Linked DNA regions of Mus musculus: region 1 is linked to region 2. A link is a contact called in public Hi-C data. All regions are on one chromosome and are shown on one strand. The core of a region is the stretch at or near the end of the contact, and the rest is flanking DNA. Distances in the headings are between cores, read along the strand shown.

What was found. A called contact is a pair of places that touch in the nucleus more often than the background predicts.
Region 1: a contact with region 2 is called in a Hi-C map of CD8 T cells, with 2.8 times the contacts expected there. The contact joins two enhancer-like sites. A contact is called at or near these places in 9 of 39 promoter capture datasets (cranial neural crest, frontonasal cranial neural crest, hematopoietic stem and progenitor cells and 5 more) and 7 of 484 Hi-C or Micro-C datasets (B cells, CD4 T cells, CD8 T cells and 4 more).

What each region holds. Positions count from the first base shown.
Region 1 is chr9:115,701,267-115,706,473 of GRCm38.p6, reverse strand. No RefSeq gene overlaps it. Among named protein-coding and RNA genes, the nearest start is that of D330037F02Rik, 38 kb to the right of the region's middle. Within about 2 kb of position 1,998, at least 20 of the 459 cell types and tissues checked have an H3K27ac peak or open chromatin away from gene starts, as enhancers often do. A contact at or near this core is called in CD8 T cells, where this site is marked.
Region 2 is chr9:115,384,619-115,389,338 of GRCm38.p6, reverse strand. No RefSeq gene overlaps it. Among named protein-coding and RNA genes, the nearest start is that of Mir467h, 5.2 kb to the right of the region's middle. Within about 2 kb of position 1,653, at least 59 of the 459 cell types and tissues checked have an H3K27ac peak or open chromatin away from gene starts, as enhancers often do. A contact at or near this core is called in CD8 T cells, where this site is marked.

The DNA.
Region 1 (5,207 bases), core at 749-3,248, 320 kb before region 2:
AAGTGCCAGAGAGCAGACGTTGTCAACACTGCTTTTAAAATTACTGTTACATTTCCTCCAACAACTTTCCAAGATCCACCTGTTCTGTCATACCCATCAGAGCACATATTCTTTCTCAAATCACAAAGGAGAGGCAGTTGTTGTGGGTTTCGTCCTGTGATAGATCACGGTTAACTGATATGTGGAAGAGGTGGATAGCATCTGTGCTCACTGTTTCCTGTGCAGCTCAGCAGACATCGGTGTCCAGTCACACAGCCACATGCCGAGGAGCTTCCAGTGCCAGAAGGAAAAAGTACTTCCTTTCTTTTCTTTTCTTTTTTTCTTTTCTTCTCTTTTATTTTCCGGGTTTTCACGTCAGGGTTTCTCTGTGTAGCCCTGGCTGTCCTGGAACTCACTTTGTAGACCAGACTAACCTTGAACTCAGAAATCCTCCTGTCTCTGCCTCCCAAGTGCTGGGATTAAAGGCATGTGCCTCCTCTGCCCAGCCAGGAAAGTATTTCAATCGACAATGGAGTCATTGTTTTCTCTCAGCGTGAGACTTTGGGTCTAATACATGAAGCTTTAAATCACTTGCTTTCAGAGTACTCTGGTTTCTGTGTATTCCTGTGAGTGTACACGTGCGTGTTTGTATGTGTATCAGAAGACAAACTTGGGTGTCTCCTCTGGTCCCTTCCAGCTTGTTCTGAAGGTACCATTCACACATTTCCCTTTGAAATAGATTCTCCTGCTGGCTTGGAGCTCATCAACTTGGAGAGTCTAGACTATCAGTGAGCAAGTCCCAGGGAGCTGTGTCTCCGTGCATCTCCCCGGAGCTCCCTGCATCTCCGAGACTATCATGTTTACATGGGTTCTGCGGATCTAACTCTCGCTCTTGTGCTTATACAGCAGACTCTTTACTGACCAAGCCACCACCTCTCCTGCCCCATATCTTCTATTTCAAAATGTTACTCTTGTGTCCATAGTTATTTTCATTCATCACTTAAGTGTACTACCGTAAAATATTTTTTCTTAACATGTGACCTTTCTTTATACATGTGTCAGAGTCATTAGTGCTAGCTCCCTAGCAGTCATGCATGATGCTTGACAGTTATTTTCCTAACTTGTTATAAGGCGGTAGAAATTGGGCGTGCTGGCATTGCCTCTTGTCTCTCCACATCCCAGCAATGACAGAGACCAGCACTATTCCAGTTGGATGAACACCCAAGATGCTCTAGTCTGGGTTAGACTGATGTTCCTAACCAGCTTGCCCATACATTAGTGATCAGGAGAGGGGAGGCCGGTTGGTCTAGGATGGCCTCTAGTATCCAGGTGAGTGTTGCCTGGATCAATGAGCAGGTGGGCCACACATCTTCCACCCTCCAATAATGTCAAAGCAAGAGCAAAGAGAAGTCCCCAAGACCTCTGTGTGTATATGTTGTATGTTTTCATGTGTGTGTGTGTATATGTGTGTGTGAACCAGAAGTCAACCTTAGCTGTTGCTCCTCAGGTACCATCGCAGTCTCTTTTCTTGGAGACAGGGTCTCTTAACTGCCTGGAATTTGCCAGGGAGGCCAGGGTTGGCAGCCAGCGAGTCCCAGGGAGCTGCCTTGTCTCGACCCCTCCAGCCCTGGGGTTGCAAGCACGTGCTACCACAATTGACATGTTTTACACAGGTCAGGAACATGTTTTACACAGGTCAGGAACATGTTTTACACAGGTCAGGGACATGTTTTACACAGGTCAGGGACATGTTTTACACAGGTCAGGAGATTGTGCTCACACTCTTCTCGTGGGACAAACACTTCACAGGTTGACGTCTTCCAATCTCTCCCAGCGCCTTTCCATGGGATCGACATTAGCTTGGCTTCCCTTCCTCCATATTCTATTCAGGGCAATACTGCAGCTGGTTGTTTCTAAGCAGCAAACCAACTCGTGATAATCGTTTCAAGTAACACTTCACTGTCAAACAACAATCACGTTCTGCTAACTAATCGGGCATTTGGTCAGGTCTGGACGGGAACAGTTCGCCTGTACTCCACTAGATGGCATCTCCACAGCCCAGGCAGGGGCAGATGAGCCTCCTTACAGCCTGGATTCCAACAGCAAGCATCCCAAGAGCTGGGAAACAGCTGGCTGCTGGTACCCATTCACTGTACTATATCCTTGACTGGATACAGCAGTCCACCACATCGATAAGAGGGATGAACCCCAATTCTAGTGTACGCCATTGCCTGTAGTACCCAACCCTGTGTATATTGGGTTTTTTTTCTATACATATTTACCAATGAGAGCATTTAATTAGACACAGATTGACACCAGCAATAAATAGCAATAAAATAAAACATTTATAATAGCATTCTGTGATGATGCTATGTGAATGCGGTCTTTTTCTTACCCTTCTCCTGAAACAGTCAAGACAAGAGTAATATGTTCAGATCACTGTTAGCCACGAATGATTGAAGTGGCAAAGGTATCTAGGGCAGGGGGCGGGGCATCTCTCAACAGAGTGTTGAAGGATTGAACTGCAGTCTTCAGACTCTACCTTTGAGGGGTGGAGCGATGATGTCACCTGTGAACACCAGTGGTTCTTTGCCCGAAAGAGGGCTTCTGTTGTCCTCGAAATCAATCTACTGCAGTGTGAGCAGGAGCCAAGTGAGGGCCAGTCTCATTCAGGATTTCGTCTGCTTCTTTTAACTAGCACAGAGCTTTGCCCTAGTCTTCTGTTGGCTACTGTCCATAGAGAGAGAGATTTGGTTGCTGCCTGGCTACAGGAGGTACCCTCTTCAGGTTCCATATCCCCAATGCTATGAGTCATGGCTAAGGTCACCCCCCATTGATTCTTGGGCTCATCTCTTATCCCAGATCTCTGTCTTGCCCTGGAGATGCTTCCCACCCCCACCCCTGTCAGTGGCAGATTTCCATCCATTCTCATGATCTTCTCATGGTCATCTCTCCTGTCTCACCCCACACCTGATCTCAACCCCCCATCCCCCTTCCCATTCCCTCTCCCACACTGTTCCCTCTTTCCATCTGCCTCTTATGACTATTTTATCCCCCTTCTAAGTGAGTTTCCAGCATCCTTATTTGAGTCTTCCTTTTTGTTTAGCTTCCTTGGGTCTGTGAAGTATAGCATGGGTATCCTGTACTTTATGGCTAATGTCCACTTATAAGTAAAGTACATACTATTGATGTCCTTTAGGGTCTGGTTCACCTCACTCAGGATGATATTCTCAAGTTCCATCCAGTGGAGCTATAGGGACACAACCCATCCACAAAACTTTCAACCCCAAATTTAATCTAGTTACAAGAAATGCAGGAACAAAGGATGGAGCAGAGGTTGAAGTGGTCAACCAATAACAGGCCCAACTTGAGACCTATCTTAAGAGCAAGCACCAATCCCTGACACTATTAATGATACTCTGTTGTGCTTGTAGACAGGAATCTAGCACAGCTGTCCACTGAGAGGCTCCACCCAGCAGCTGACTCAGACAGATGCACACACAGCCAAACAGTGGATGGAGCTTGGAGACTCTTAGGGGAGAATAGGAGGAAGGATTGCAGCCTCTACGGAGATAGGAACTCCACAGGAAGACCAACAGAGTCAATTAACCTGGACCCTTGGGGCTCTTAGAGACTGAACCACCAACCAAAGAACATAGACAGGCTGGACCTAGGCCTCCCCATACATATGCAGCATATATGCAGCTTGGTATTCATGTGGGTCTCAAACAACTGGAGCAGGAGCTATCTAAAAAACTGCTGCCTGTCTGTGGGATATGTTCTTCTAGCTGGGCTGCCTTGTCTGGCCTCAGTGGGAGAGGATGCACCTAGCCTCACAGAGACTTGATGTGCCAGGGTGGGGGAATACACAGGGGGACCCCCACCCACTCAGAGGAGGAGGGGAGGGGGCATGGGAGAAGGATTGTGAGAGAGGGTGACTGGGAGGGGGCCATGAGAGAGATATAAAGTGAATATGTTTAAACAAAGATAAATTTGGAAATACTGCTCTCCATATTTAGGTGTGTGGAGGATTTTTACCTGGAAAGCTTTTGTGCATCCCTCTTTTATTCAGAAATAGATGCCGGCACTCCAGCTCCCCTCAAAAGACGGAAATGATGCTTTATTGACGGAATGACTATTAGAAGACAACAGAACACACACAATCATCCTTTTCCACTGGACGGGATGAGCACAGCCATTTCTCACCCAGAAAATACAGCGAAGTCCTCCGCCGCAGCTCTGCATGTAAACTCTCACTCACGGGAGCTGCACCATTGATTACACGTGAGGGAACAGTAAGCCCCATTCCCTGCCCCTCACCCCCACTGAGTTTTATTCAAGTTGTTCTCTCAAAGCCTCGGGACCAATATTAAATATCCTGGGGGTGGGGTGGTTTAACCAATCACAATTTCCTATCGGTGTTCTCCGGGCCCATTTATAGATGCTCAAACATGTTCCATAGGCTGCAACTTTGCTTGGGGGGGGGGAGAAACTGAAAGTATCATGTGTCATTCTGTCCTTAGGCCCCTGTTTATTGAAACAGACTCGTGCAGCCCAGACTGGCCTCAAATTCATAGTGTAGCCAAGGATGACCTTGAACTCCTGATTTTCTGGCCTCCAGTTCGACAATGCTGGGAACGTGGGCCCATGTCTTACTGCTCAGCTCTGGTGGTCTCTGCTCTTGTAGGATTCTCAGTTTCTCTCAGCTGGGACTCTAACCTTCATCCCAGGAAAGAGGACCTGGCCCTGTAAAAGAACTGAAGTAAACCATCTATGTATCCACCCAGTAGGTTTTGCTGAGCATAGTCAAGTTCACACCAGCCACCGTCTGGAGAGGCTGCTGCGGTTATCCACTGCAGCAGTGGCCCACTTAGGCTGGCCTCAGGGTGATGTGCTTTGCATATATTTACAGTTGGAACTGTAGCTGGCAACAAGAAACAGAAAAGCATCTAGACAGCCCTCTTAAAGAAAAGAAAATCTAGAAGCAAGAAGACCTCACATCCCATGACACAACTAGGATCCTGTTGTGCCCTGTTTCTTTGTGTCCTGTTGTGGGGTTTATCTTGATGCTTGTCACTGTGACCCCCTTTCCAAGTGCAGAAATCTGAGGTTGCAGACAGTGCCATGAACCCGCAGCCAAGGGGGACACAGGGAACCTCACCAGTAGGCTTTGCCCAGTCTGGAGCCAATTCAGAGGGCTCCTGGCCTTTGAAGTGTATGTGAGAGCT
Region 2 (4,720 bases), core at 404-2,903:
AGGGAGGAGGGTATGGTGATTTCAATGAGAAACGCCAACCACAGTCTTGGACCTTGGACACTGGGTCCCCAGGTGGCAATGCTCTTTGGAGAGATTTAGGCGGGGCAGCCTTGCTGGAAGAAATGTGCCACTGGGATGAGCTATCATAGTCTAAGGTCTCACAGCATTTCATGCTTAGTGCTTTTAATAAAGGGGTAAGCTTCCAGGGCCCTGTTCTTGCTGCCACACCCAGTTTCCCCACTATGGTGGACTCCTATCTGTCCCTCTGGAACCATGGTCTCAAATACATCCTCCATTCTGGAGGTGGCTTTGGTCATGGTTTTCTTTTCTTTTCTTCTCTCTTCTTTATCATGGAAACAAAAAGTTTACTAATACAGAGGGTGAAGCCCCAGTCCTTGCTATTGACAGCGCTCCATGAGGTAAACGCTCCTGCTGTGGCCAAGCCAGCATTGCTCTTGAGCCTAAGAGGAGACATAGATCAAGTCCCTCCGCGTTTGTACAAGCTGGCCCCAGCTTCTATGGCTTTCCTTCTAAACAGACAGTCCGACTTCTCCAACTCCGTGCAGCAGATACGCGGGCGCGTTCTCCCCTTCCTGGATGCATGCAAGAATATTCTGCACAGCACTGTTTGTTCTCACAGCCGTTCAGAAGCAACCTCTGGGCACATCAGTTAAGCTCAAACAAGTCAGAGTGCATCAGAGAGGCAAAGTGCTCCGCAGGCCTCAGAATGAGGCAGATGTACCGTGCGGGGGCATCATTTGCGAGCTAGATCCTAAGGGACTGGTACAGAGCAGTCTGCGTGCTGCACCATCTGGGACAGCATAGCACGAGATGGCTATTAGCCTGCCTACATATACGTAGGCTATCTTGAGTAGTAATAAAGAAAGGGGTGGGGGGGAGGGGCGTACACGGTGACTTCAGGGAAGAATTTGATTAGATGGTGCCCTGAGTTTAATTAGAGCTGTTTCCATGAGTTAGGGGTATTTGCTGAAGAGCAGGTGACTTATCAATGGCTATATCACTAAAGAAAAAAATGACTCCCCAACCCCGGTAAACATCAGTCATCAGGTAGTTCCTCGGCTAGGAATGAGTTCTCGTGAGCCCCTCCCCCTTCATGACAGAACGTTGATGAGCTCACGCTCATGCAGGTCTTGCGCATGCGCGCGGCAAGTTCACACACAGCAGTTGCGTCGTGTCCAGAAGATGCCGTTTGGAAGCAATCCCATCCTCCAACTCTTACATTCTCTCTGCCCCATCTTCCACAACATTCCCTGAATCTTGAAGGGTGTGGTAAAGATGTCTGATCTGGGGCAAAGCTCTCAACAGTTAGCTATGCTCAGCACTGTGGCCAGTAATGAATCTCTCTGTACCAACTGCTGTGCACAGCCAAAAGAAACTCCTCGGACCAAGGCCAGCCCTCACTCGTCTGTCAGTACACTGTCTGAATTTTTCATGGTGTCTATTTAAAGAAAGCAAAGGACAGTAGCAGAAAGTAGGCGAGAGGAATGAAGGATGGGATCAGTTAGCGAATGAGGAGACCCCGTGAACGGGATGACCCAAGCTATTTCATCGCAGCTCGCACACTTCCTGCCACCTCTGTACACAAGCCTGAGCTGAGGTCTGTTTCAGGGAACCAGGGTGACGGGGTTCAAAGAGAAACCACAGAGCATTCGCTGCTATAATAAGGCCACACACTGAAATGACTGTGGACGCCAGACAGGCACCATGAGTGCGGGAAGCTGTCCAGGGAGTGGCAAAGCTGAATCAAAGGTTTAGCCATGCATAGGGTGAAGCCACAACTCTGCAAAAATGGAAGTGCAGGGTTGCTAGCTTTAGTCACACGACACGTTTCCAAAGAAGTCATATATCTACTGTAGGCAGCTGAGGAGGCGGCTGCGTTTGGTAGCGCTTGCCATGCCCGCATGACCCAGAACCCATGTGGAAAGCCAGATGATGGGAAGGAAACCTGTCATCCCAGCGCTGGGGAAGTAGAGACAGAAGGAACCCTAGGACCCATTAGCTGGGCAGTCTTGCTGAATCGGTAAGCTCTAGGTCCAGTGAGAGACACTGCCTCAGAAATTAAGATGGAGTGACAAGGGAAGGTTCTCAGTGCCGATGTTTGATCTGCATGTGTGCGCACGTGCGCGCACGCACACTCACAATCCAAAATAGTAAGTGAAATCCCTTCTCCTTTGCAAAGCCACTACCTTCGACAGATGCCAACCTCATAATGTGGGCAAAGGAAACATACTAGGACTTTGTCATTGGAGAGAGAACAGTTGCATCTCCATCCCGGAGATGTGAGGTTCACTTTAGGCTGAGCCTTAGATGAGGAGCAAGCACCTGGACCTGCACGCTATGGACAGGAACTCTATCCGTTCCCCCAAGTCCAAGACAATTAAATGTAATGATGGTATTTCCAAGGTCAATTAAGTCCGAAACCTCTTCCTCTTGATGCTATGTGCTAAAGGATTTTAGGAGCTATGAAAAGTCTGTTGAGCTCATATGAAAGTGAAGAAGGAATGGAGGTGGGTGCATGGGGCAGACATGGACAGAGAGTAAAGCATGGTCACACAGAGAGCTACGCCACACAAGCCACAGCATCACATCTGCCTTAGGACAGGAGTGAGGCCAGCGATAGGAAGTCCAGGTATTTCACAAGTGGTTTATATTTCCTTTGACATGTATGTGTAGCTTTGGCACTTGAACCCACAGCCTCCTACATGCTAAGCGAGCACTCTCCTACTAAGCAATGTGCTCAACCTCTCGCAGCAAGCTTTCTGGTTTATTGCTCTGCCTGCCAAATCCCTGTTCCTATTCTAGTTTGATTAGAACTGTCTGAGCCCATCAGAATCAGCAGGAGATACAGCTCAGTTGATAGAGTACTTGACTAACATGCAGAGTCCTGGGCTCAGTCCCTGGCATAAATAGTGTATAATGATGCACATCTGTAATCCCAGTACCCTGGAGGTGAAGGTAGGAGGGCCAGAAATTCAAGAGACCAGCCTAAGCTATAATGAACCCCTATCTGGAGAAAAATATGTACACTTGTTCACACACACACATACACATATACATAGACATACATATACACACATAGACACACACATAGACATAGGCATAACATACATATACACGCACATAGACATACACATAGACATGCACACACATACACATAGACATAACATACATACACATACACATAACATACACACACACACACACAGAGACATAAGCACCACACATAGACATATAAACACACACACACACAGAGTGGTAACTTGAGGACTGTCCCCCATGGTCTTGGGCATTTGAATTTTTGCTCCCCAGTTGGTAGCGCTATTTGGGGGAGCCTAGGAGGAAGTGTGTCGGTGGGCATGGGGAGGCTAGGAGGTAGTGTGTCGGTGGGGAGGGGCTCAGGGTCTTCACTTGCCCTACTTCTAATGTACTCTTTAGGCTTCTTACCTACGGCTTAAGGTGTGAGCTCTCGGCTTCTCGTTCTCCTGCCATTCCTGTTACTTATGCCCTGCCTCTCTTCACCGTCATGGACCCTGCTCCAGCTGGAACCAGAAGCCAAAATACTTCCCTCTAACACTTGCCTTGGTGACGTTGTTTTATCAGAGCAACAGAAAAGTAACTAAAATAGACATACATGGTACATATATCACAGGAAATAATATTATACATGCAAACAGCAACAGAAAATTAGCTAAAATATACATAATACACACATGATACATATATTACATGAAATAATATTACACACACAACAACAGAAAATTAAAATATACATAAACATATGATACATATAATACATAAATTAATATCATTCACACAGCAACAACAGAAAATTAACTAAAATATACCTACATACACACTGTGATTAATTTGCCCTCAGTGGCTCCCTGCAGCCTGTTGGCTGAGAGTATATTGATTTCTAGAACTCTAAAGGAACTCAGCAGGAATCCTGGACCTTCTATAGAGCAAGCCCACAACCACTGAGCAAACCCAGGTGGAATTGAGATTAATGACCACATCCACATCACCACGGAGGGTGAGAAGGCAGTAGCACCAAGAATGACCGTGGTAACAGAAGCAGCTAGCCCACCCCATCCTCTGAGCACCTACTATGGCCAAGGTCCTTTAGAAAACAGAAAACCAAAAGTCACCCAGTGACATCAGTGCATCTTCTTCCTGTGGAGAAAAGTATCACTTCTCAGGGTCCAGTGACATCGAACTAAATGACACAATCAGGATGATTCTAGGACTAGAGAGATGGCTCCATAGTGAGCAAAACCCTTGCCTGGTGTGATGGCTGATCTTATTAGTTTTACACCCCTGGGAAAAGAGAACTTCAATCTAAGAGTTGTCCCTCAGATTAGACTAAGAACATTTTCTGGACTGCTAATTGAGGTGGGAGGGCCGAGCCCACTATGGGTGGCACCATCCCTAGGCCTGTGGGCCTGAGCTAGGTAAAGAAACTAGCAAAGAGCATGGGAGAGCAACCCAGTAACCAGTGTTCCTCGCTGGCTTCTGCTTCATGCTCCTGCCTTTTCTGTTTGTCTCAGTGATGGACTATAAGCTGTAAGCTAAAACAAACTCTTTCCTCCCCAAGTTCCTTCTGGTCTCGATGTTTATCACAGCCACAGAAAACAAACTAAAACACATCCCAAGAGGACCTGAGTTCAATCCCCAGAACACACATAAAAACCTGGCAAGG